Regions from separate parts of the Gossypium hirsutum genome. Here region 1 is linked to region 2. The links are chromatin contacts, called in public Hi-C maps. All regions are on one chromosome and are shown on one strand. The core of a region is the stretch at or near the end of the contact, and the rest is flanking DNA. Distances in the headings are between cores, read along the strand shown. Region 1 holds the start of LOC107912274 (protein LATE ELONGATED HYPOCOTYL). Region 2 overlaps LOC107912279 (transcription factor bHLH67).

The links. Hi-C and Micro-C count contacts between places; a contact is called where the count stands out from the background.
Region 1: a contact with region 2 is called in a Hi-C map of leaf, with 2.2 times the contacts expected there. The contact joins the promoter of LOC107912274 here to the enhancer-like site in region 2. A contact is called at or near these places in 4 of 34 Hi-C or Micro-C datasets (all in leaf).

Annotation. Positions count from the first base shown.
Region 1 is chrD11:9,773,983-9,778,925 of Gossypium_hirsutum_v2.1, reverse strand. It overlaps LOC107912274 (protein LATE ELONGATED HYPOCOTYL), which reads right to left and starts at 1,366. Exons shown (of 10, transcript XM_041105975.1): 1 at 889-1,366; 2 at 708-768; 3 at 543-568; 4 at 81-271. The coding sequence starts at 119. It overlaps LOC121223724 (a long non-coding RNA gene), which reads right to left. Exons shown (of 3, transcript XR_005921065.1): 2 at 3,537-3,908; 3 at 2,742-3,461.
Region 2 is chrD11:9,731,908-9,737,354 of Gossypium_hirsutum_v2.1, reverse strand. LOC107912279 (transcription factor bHLH67) reads right to left here. Exons shown (of 4, transcript XM_016840373.2): 4 at 5,250-5,447. Among protein-coding and RNA genes, the nearest start is that of LOC107912279, 5.7 kb to the right of the region's middle. Within about 2 kb of position 3,439, at least 8 of the 9 cell types and tissues checked have an H3K27ac peak or open chromatin away from gene starts, as enhancers often do. A contact at or near this core is called in leaf, where this site is marked.

The DNA of each region.
Region 1 (4,943 bases), core at 117-2,616, 44 kb before region 2:
AGAACTCTAATTTTTTTACAATTTCAAATTGCATAATTTAAAAGAAATAGAAAACAGTTTCCTCATTTGATAATTAATACCTTAATTAAAAGTTCTTCTCCGGAGGAGTATGCGTCCATTTACAGGACCTGGGAGCTCTACCGCTGCTTCAAATCCTCTGTAACGAGCAACGGGTAAATCGCGAAACTCCTTTCATTTATTTCGACATCCAAAACTACAAATAGCAATGCCGATTTTGAACTCCAAAAAACCTGATGATAGCTATTTACTGCTGCAAAACACAAAAGCCAACAACAATCGATAGATATCCGTCTCTGGTTTTTTTTTTTCATTCCAATTAATTTTACTTCCTCATCATTCATAATCATAATAATTAATAAACAGACTGAACTACTTTATTTATAATCACATAGTAAACTTTGAACTAAAGTTAAATCTCTGGAAAATAACAAACAAATAAATAAAGGACATCCACCGTAACAAAGAGAAGAAACGGCTTCTCCCAAAGATTAAAAGAAAATTCCTTTACTCAGAATCCTCACCAAAACGAACCCGTAGACGCCAAAACCTTTCGAGAAATGAGAGGAAAAAAAACTTTGATTAGTAATTAACGACACTTGCACATACATCCTTCCGGTAAATGCAAAACTTTGCCGTTTTAGCAACCAAAAACATAAATAAATTTGAGGAAAAAAAAGATCCTTTACCTTCTATGTGGTTGCCAGAGGGGGGGGAATCAAACACTTTTTCTTTTGTCACTCTGCTCAACTGCGTATAAGGAACATAAACTTAAACTCAGGTGCGCAGAGTTTTTAACAAAGCAAATTATTTTAGGTGGCAACCAAACGGAAAATAAAGAAAGAAATCCTGAAAATGCGGTGGAAATACCTTGAGAGATAGCCATAGAAGACGATAATTCTGGAAGCAACGATCACGCATGAGAGAAAGAGTTCAACAAGGACCTGTTAGAGACATCATATTTTCCGGCAATGAAGAGATCGGAATCGACATCTGAAAACAGTTTTTTTAATGGATAAAGTATTTAAAAGAGAGTTAAGAAATAAAGCTGAAGATGAAAGCTGGCTCGTTTCTGGTGAGACCTAAAACACCAGAAACAACAGTTTGGGGAGGAGTAAGGAGAAATCTCAGCCACTACAATTTCCTGTGGAAATATTTTCTTGAAAAAAAGAAAGGAAATTGGCCGAGTTCAATTTTGTTTTGATGCAAAGATAAAAAGAGTAATGAGGAAGAATCGGAATGTACGAGTGGGAAATGAAATTCAACCTTGCGAAAGAATTCATTTGAGCTGGCTGAGAAAGAGAATGAACGGTGAACAGTAAACAGAAATGAGAGAGGCAACAGGATGCTGCCAATTGGCAGTAATTTAGTAGCTCATTTAGGTGTAGCCCACCTTTGCGCTTTTTCTCTATTATTTTTCAACTTGTTTGCTTTGCTTCTTACCATTCACTTCAAATCTCAGCCACAAGTTCCCATTCTGTGAGGTTAAGTCCGTAAAAGCGCCTCCAGATATGCCACGTGGGACCCTCTTTCGACGTGTGACTTCGCCGCCTGCCAGTTTTCCCCGGTTGCATCCGTACCACCAAGTATGAAAAAGTGGATGGCATTGCGCCAGCGTAGCATGGGCAACCGGTACGTGGCCTTTGGGTCAGATACGAAGTCATGCACTAATATCGGCCTCTCGGGCTAAGCAGCACGAGACGAGGGGACAGGATGTCAAGTTCGACGTCTGCGGTTCATGCACTGCCACGAAAATTATCTCAATTTTAGAGTTTTTTTTCAAAAAAATATATATAAATAGATAACAACTTTGTAATTTAACTATCATTTTTAAAAATAATAATTTAACTGTTTACATTACATCTAAGAGCACGTTTGATTCGCTGCAATGAAATAAAAGTGTAATGGAACAGAGGCATAATAGGTAATCCTTTTGTTTTGTTGAATGGAATAAAATAGAACTGTAATAGTATTCTTGTGTTTAGTTGAATGGAATGAAGTTGTAATAGTATAAGGGAAAAAATTAAAATGATTAGAATACCCTTAGCAGAATTTTTTTAGGTAAATGATTATTGTTATTGTTATTAAATTTTAATAAGATTATTAATATCAATAATAAATAATTTAATCATATTTAAAATAATTATTATTAAATATATTTTAATTAAAATATATAATTTAATAAAATTCTTAATATTAAATATTCTTATATGAATTTACTAAAATCATAATATATAATACTATAAAATATAATTTAAAATAATTATTATTAAATATATTTTAATTAAAATATATAATTTAATAAAATTCTTAATAATAAATATTCTTATATGAATTTACTAAAATTATAATATATAATACTATAAAATATAATTTAAAATAATTATTATTAAATATATTTTAATTAAAATATATAATTTAATAAAATTCTTAATATTAAATATTCTTATATGAATTTACTAAAATCATAATATATAATACTATAAAATATAATTTAAAATAATTATTAAATATATTTTATAATCTACTTTATTATTTTTAAACTGCAATACATATTTAATGTGCTAAAATATCATTAGTGAAACAAATAATTTAATTATTCTACAATAAAAAAATATTAGCAGTAATAAATAACTTGAGAATTATATTTTGCATAAACATAATTTTCATATATTAACAAAAGGTTAGATGAAAATGAAATTTTACATCATAATTCATATGTTATAAAGTTTTACAACATCAAAAAGTTAAACATTGTAGTGACATACCATCCCAAATATTACAAACATAAAAAGTTACGAAAATATCATCAAGAGAACCATGATTTTTAAAGGTCAGCAAGAAATCTTCTGACCCATTCCAACCGCACATCAGAAGGTAAACTAAAGAAAACGAGCATTTGAGTTGGATGATCTTGAATTTTACTCAAAGCTCGATACCGCTCATCCACAGTTAAACATTCTATTTCACATAAGGTTGGATATAAATTTGTAGCTTTTTCTTGGATGATCTGGAATTCTTTTGACTTCTGTCGAACTACCACATCGGAGGCAATACTCCTACTGATTTGTTCACCAATGGCCCACATGTTTTCCGCCAATAAAGTGGCAGCATCATGAAATGAAGAAGAAATATTATCACTTGCATCAGAATTCTTCTTTTTCTTCTTTGAATATGAGGAACCCCCTTGGTTTCTATCTGGTTGCGGCTCCGTAGCAGAAACATCCATGTCATCCAAAGAGACATCAGCTTCGCAGTCCTAAAATTCGTTTCTTTCTTCATTAATATCTGTAATAGGTACATCCTGAACATTTATTTCTTCAATAACATCAGCAGCTGTTTCAGCATCTTTACCAGCCGCTCGATCTCGTGCGTAGATGGCAGTAAGTTGGTCGTAGTAAGGGAAACTACGATGTCTGAATTGACCCGGCTTCTTTATGACTCTATAAAAAAGAGGAAATCGTATTAGTTATAAGTTTGGTAAAAATAAGATAATAAAGACTTGAAATAATTCTTACATTTAAATAAGAGTCCCAAACCGCATCTTCAGCAACAACGAGCTACCTATGCTCATCCCAACCAAAACCGCTATTGTTTTGGCCATTAAGCATGTCATACACGATTGACCAATTCCTTTTTAGTAACCTAATCCTCGATTCAATATTAGGTCTAGCCTTCAACATTGCATTGGGTAAAACCTTTTCTAACGTTTTTTCCAACTCGTTTAAATAACTGGCTTTGAACCCGGTATCAGCATTAAATGTTCCAACATTGTGCAAGTCCACCATGCATGAAACCAATGTTGCATCTTCTTCTGGAACCCATTTCCTTTTGGTTCCTCGAGAAGCTTGGGAAGAAACATTTGATTCTGAAACGCCTGAAATAATTATCTTAAGAAAAAAAACAAATTAAAATTAAGTTTAATATCATGAATCAAAAGGTGAACACTTTATAAAATTAAAATTAAGTTCAATATCATGAATCAAAAGCTCAACACTGTATAAAATTATAACACATGATGAATGAAAAGAAATTAAATTATAATTCAACAAGTTTAGTACAATACAAAAAACAATTCAAACACCACCAAAGTTTCACAAACTAGATACATAAAATAACATAAACAAATTAACTCAAACTCATTTTGTCCCTAAACCTAACTAATTTCTAGATGCTTGCCATTCATTGAACATTTGGTTGGCTAGTTCCATCCTCCAAGTAGCCCAAGCATCCGATGGATGAATATTTAAAAATATTCAGTTCATCGTCATCTACCACATTACTAGGTAATCATTCTCCCACCTCCGCTTCAATAGGATTAATACTTATATGGGTTCGAATAAAATCATGGAGCAAACAACATGCAATAATGTATCTATTGTGCACTCTTACAGGATAGAATGATGGACTCCTAAGTATTCCCCATCTAAGTTTTAATAACCCAAAGCATCTTTCAATAACATTACGTGTTGAGGCATGTTTCATATTAAAAAATTCTTGCGGAGTACTTGGCTGAGAACCCTGACGCCACTTATTCAAATGATATCATTGTCCTCTAAAAGGTGTAAGAAATCCCTCATAATTTGTGTATCCAGCATCAACTAGATAATAACAACCTATAAAAAACTTTTTTTTAAATGATTAAGAGTCCCAAAAAAAGTTTGATCTTAATGAATAATTCAAAGTCCTCTAACTATCCACTTTACCATGAGGAACTTTTAGTCCATGTCTCCTACTAATGGCATCTCGAAGAACCCGTCCATCAGCAACAGAACCTTCCCAACCAGGAAGAACATAAACAAATTGCATATCAGGTGTACAAACACCTAGCATATTTGTTGCTATGTCACCTTTTCGCTTTCGATATCTAGGTTTATCAACTGTTGGAACCCTAATCTTGATGTGGGTTCCATCAAGAGCACCTA
Region 2 (5,447 bases), core at 2,190-4,689:
TACTAAGCATTAAGTGCTTACTCTGTCTTATTTCCTCTGTTTTATAGTACTCGGAGGCTCGTAAAGGTTGGAAGCTGGTCAGAGCTACATCACACTATCCCCCGGACTTTTCGGTATATATATAAATAGCAAACTAATTTTGGTAATAATGACATGTATAGGTTAAATGTTACCATTGATGGCAATCTAATGTTGGTTGAAACTAGCCATTGGAATGACTATTGAATGATATGTTTTGATATGTAAATAGTCTTAATATGCTTGATGAGTATGTTTAAATGGGTGAATGAGGAAAATTATATAAGTATATTGGATGTTAGTTTATGACAGTGTATTTGGTAAAACATGTTTATAAATATTAGGCTATCTTGGTAAGTTGGACATTTAATCATAGGTATTAATATGTCATGCATAAGACTTGGATTTGGCTAGGTTTAAATGTCTTAAATTGACTCTTGAATGTGTTTAAATGTTTATATAGGTGGAAGGTGAAATTGGGTGAAAAATAAGGCTTGGAAATGACCTTATTTTGTCCACACAGGCTGAGACACAAACGTGTGTCTCAGCCGTGTGTGACACACGGCCTAGCACATGGGAGTGTGTTCTGGCTGTGTGTCCCTTGCATCTCAAAAGTTTAAAACAAAATGCTTAAAATTGATCACACGGCTTGGCACGCGGGTGTATGGCTTGGCTGTGTGACCCTTGTACTTAAATGTATTGCAAGTCAGATAGTTACAAGGGTTGGGGACACGGCCGTGTGCCCTGCTTCAAATACCACACGGCCTAAGACACAGGTGTGTCACTTGGTTGTGTGAGCCACACGGGCGTGTGTCCCCTACACCTTGGAAAATTTTGAAATTTGGCAAAAAATTCTCTAAGTTTTCCATTTAGTCCCGATTCGGTTCTAAAGTGAAATTTGAACCTCAAGGGCTCTCATAAAGGACTTTATGAATAATATCCGACATGAATGTTAAATAATAATATGAAATGTTTTTATTTAATCTATTTATTCCGGTAATACTCCATAACCTTGTTCCTGCGACGGATACAGGTTAGGGGTGTTACATAATTGATGCAAGAGGCTCCACTGGCAATGGAGATCGCGATAGAGCAAGATCTTTGGTGGGTGGATTTCTAGAAAATGGATTTGTGAGAGGCTACCTGAGGCATGCCACATAGGCTACTTTGTTGAGCTACAGTTTGATTGACGATCAACTAACGTTTACCGTTAAAATTGGACTGATTTTTGAAAAAAAACGTAATGTTGAGGGTGTCAATAAAAAAAAGTTAGGGCCACAAAACCAAAAACCCCTAAATGTTGAAGGTAGTTTTTGCATTTATGCCAAATCAAAATGACATTTTAGCTATAGTCCAGGGACTAAATTAGTAATTAACCTTTTAAATTAACGTTCTACGCCATCATTTAACAAATAAAATTTAAGGGATGGGTTAATTTGCTAATTTAGAAATATATAAAGACTAATTTGTTTATTTTTTCAGTAGAGGGGTTGAAATGTAATTTTCCCCTAAGTATAAGGGTTTCCCTAGTACTTTTATTGATAATTTACCCATAGATTTAAGCAGAGCCTATATATATATATATATATATATATAAGCTTTTCCTTTTGTTTATTTAGTATGGCAAACATGCACGAACTGTGAGAATGTAATGTGTAGTTGAGACGCCCCAATGGATAATATTTTATTTTGTAATAATATAATATTTTGTGATAATCAATATCATATATAAACTTAATAATAAATAATACTTAATTTAAATTTAATTTAATTTACATATATTATATATACGAGATTACATATTGACAAATTAGAGTTGTAAGAGATAAATGAAGCTAAACATTATTTAAACAAATACTTATATTTATATAATTAAAATATACATATTTTATACTAGGTTAAAATAAAACATAAAACCTTGTACTATTCGTGAATTTGAAATTTAGTCTTTGTACTTCTATTTTTGAGAATTTAATCCTACTTTTTAGATATTAAAATTCAGGTTTAGTTATTCGAACTATTAAAAATAATTTTTAAAATTCAGGTTTACATGACTAACAAGTGAGTTTTTTTTATTTAAAAATGTGACAAAAATAAAATTGTCAAAAAAAAATATTGTTAACAATTGAACTTAATTTTTAGATCTGAAAAAGTAAAGAAATTAAATTTTAAATTCGTGAAGAGTACATGAACTTATGATATATTTTAACCTCTATACTACAAAACATTTATTATTAAAATAAAATTTTAATAAATTATATTAATAAATTATTGTATTATTAAATATAATAATTAAATATGCATGTTTAATCATATTGAAAATTATAATCTTTTATATTAATATTGTAATATTTTTAAAATTAAAATTTAAAAATTAGTATTATAATAATAATAATATTAAACTTGATTTATTTATTTTTTTCGAAAAATAATTTACTTTTTTTCAAGAGGTAAGTATTACAAGAAAAAAGATTTTTTTTCAGATGAATAAATTTTTCATGAAACAAAAATAAGAAGATTAAAAAACGTTTTACATAAATCATTTTCCGTCAATCAAAGTAGCCATTAGGGAAACATTGCTGAAGAGCAGAGTGAGTGGTGACTGGCGACTTTTGGTCAAAGATGTGGATTCAGATTCATCTATTGCTTTGGTTGATGGAAGAAGGACTAAGAATGTGAGATATTGCCATGCCGATGCCGATGCCCATGGCTATGGCTACGGGGCCTTGAAAAATAGGCACAGATTCTACAAGAAGATCGCTCTGGTCACCCTCTGTTAAGAGACGGGATAGTGTATACCTTCGGGAGAGAACAAGCTCTGATTGCGATTTCATTTCACCCTTTGGGGCATCTCAAAAAACCCAGGTTTAAAAACTTAACCATGCTATCACTCAACCAAATCTAGATATAGTATATTGTTGTCAGGATATTGAAGTTGGGGGAAAAAAATTCTCCAGAGTTGATTGATATATAGATAAAAGCCAGCACTTGGTCAGATTCTTTTTTTTAATGGTTGAATTTGTAGTTAAAGACTGCTATATAGTACAATTCTGGTACATGATAGAACTTTAATATTTTCTTCATTGGAATTTGGAGAATGGTAGATGGTCATGATTTTATACTTTATTTATTTTCTACTTTGAAGGTGACTGAATATATAAATCTTTTAATAATTTCTTAGTATAATAACTACATGTTTGGGGAAACTAAAAAGAAACACACACTTAAAACAAAATAATGGAGGAAATCTCTGTACTACTTGGTACTAGATAAGATAAAACTTACTGAAATATTAAGAGATGAAAAAGAAAGAATATGAGGATGAATAGGGAGCAAGAAATTAGGTTTGGTTCATGAGGAGACGTAGTCACATAGTCATGCCACCTGGGCTGGGAATAGGGACGGGGTAGATAAGCCAGAGTCCAGAGACGCTTCAAAAAAGATGGTACCCTTGTGGATGTGCCACTGTGGGGCTGTAGCTGGTCCCAAAGTCCTCTTCCTTCGTTCCAACAGCTGACGCCTGACGGCCATGTCCCTTGCTAAACCACACCCACCTTTTCAGACTACTTTCCAAAAGTTAAAACAAAATTTGAGCAATGCCAACGATAATGTGAGAACTGAGAAAGCTAGAGTTATTAAAATAAACTAATGCCAACGATAAAAAATATATATTAAGTAAAAAAAACGATAATCTATATATAGAGAGAGAGATAGAGAGATTAATTTTGTAGTTTGAATATGCTATGCTATATAAACATTCACATCTTTCGAAATATCAGACCATTGTTCCCCCCTTGGATCTGTTTTTATATAATATGATTGGCGTTGCCCAATGCTGTAGCTCCACTATACTCTGTCGACCTACCTACTATACAGTGGTAGTATTATTTTATTAAGGTATCAGTTTAGATGTTTACGTGTTGGATAAAAGCAACTTCTTTAAGGTCTTCTTCAAGTTAGCATTTTCTACTTTCTAAGAGTATGCAGATTTTTTAAATTATTATTATTATTTTATAACATTTCCAATTTCTTAAGCTGCTAAGAACTGAGCTCTGAGATTAGCACTTCCAATTAATTAACAATAATGTTTCACAGTACGCCTAAACAACTAATAATTCTCAGGAACTATAAGAAATGAAGGTAGTACTTTCATTGACTTAGGAAAGAGCTAAGGATCATTAAAAAGAACCTGATAGCATAGAAAGAGGAGGAAGGCAGTAATAATGATGGAGGTGCAGCTTGTAATAGGGTTTTAAGAAAAATGAAATGCATAACAATGGTGGATTAGGACTGAGCTTGGGAAGGGAAAGGCTGTCAAAAAGAAGGAACACGAAGACCCAAAATGACTAGGACATTGGCTACAATCAGAGAGGGATTTGTCTCCGGCCCGGTCTTCTTTTGATGCTTTCACATGGGGATGTGTGCTTTAAGCTGCTGCGCATTTCTGCATTTGCATCTATCTCCCTTTCTCTTACCCGTATGACAATTTTCAGTGGGGTTGCTCACTTGCTCTATAAGCTTCCTCAAATTAGCACCTTTGACTTTTTATTATTTCCGTCAAAACCCTCGCCTTTCTTCTTCTTCTTCTTGCCATTGTAGTTTTGTACCCTCTACCCAAATATCCATCACTTCTACATTGTGTTTATCTAAAAAGGTTTGCCACCTCAAGAACCTGTCACTGCAGGGAGGCAGGTCAAATCTTTGATAATGTCATTTAACCATGTAAGATTTAGATTGTTATTTCAGTCAAACACCCTTTACTTGGAGAAAATTTAAAGTCAATGAATATCTCCGAGCCATGATCATGAGACATGAGATGAGCACATGAACTCTGTTGGTTTTGGTAATGCGTGAGACATGGGATTTTATCGAACACTTGTAAGATGTACAATCCCATCCATCCTGCCATTCTTGTCCTTCCTATTACATCTTTCCTAAGCTTAAATGAGTTTATTTTGCTAACCTTCCTTTATTCTAGTCCATTAGATGTGATAATAATGTTCAAAAGTATCAACCCTACAACCAACTTCTTCCATAAATGTTTATTTAATTATTTCCTCGCTACATTTAGGGAAACAAAGCAGATTAGCAAATGGATTATTAAATTTACAAATTGACTTTTTCAAAGAGGAGTCACTGAGATAGAAGGCTGGAAATGAAGTGTGTCAAAAGGGAACTAGAGTCCAAAAAGAAAGGTGCAACCAGGAAAATTTAAAAGAAAAAAAAAGGAATGGCGGAGAGGACATTGTATAATGATGAAACATACATACGTACATCCCCAAAGTCAATATAAAAAGGGGAGCATCATTCGCTAAAGTGTAATCATAAGATTCAGATTTATACAACAAATTTTCAAACTTGATGAACCCCATACTTTCCTAAACCTCCACCAGTCCCAGGGCAGGGCATGCTGGCTGGCTGGCTGGCCC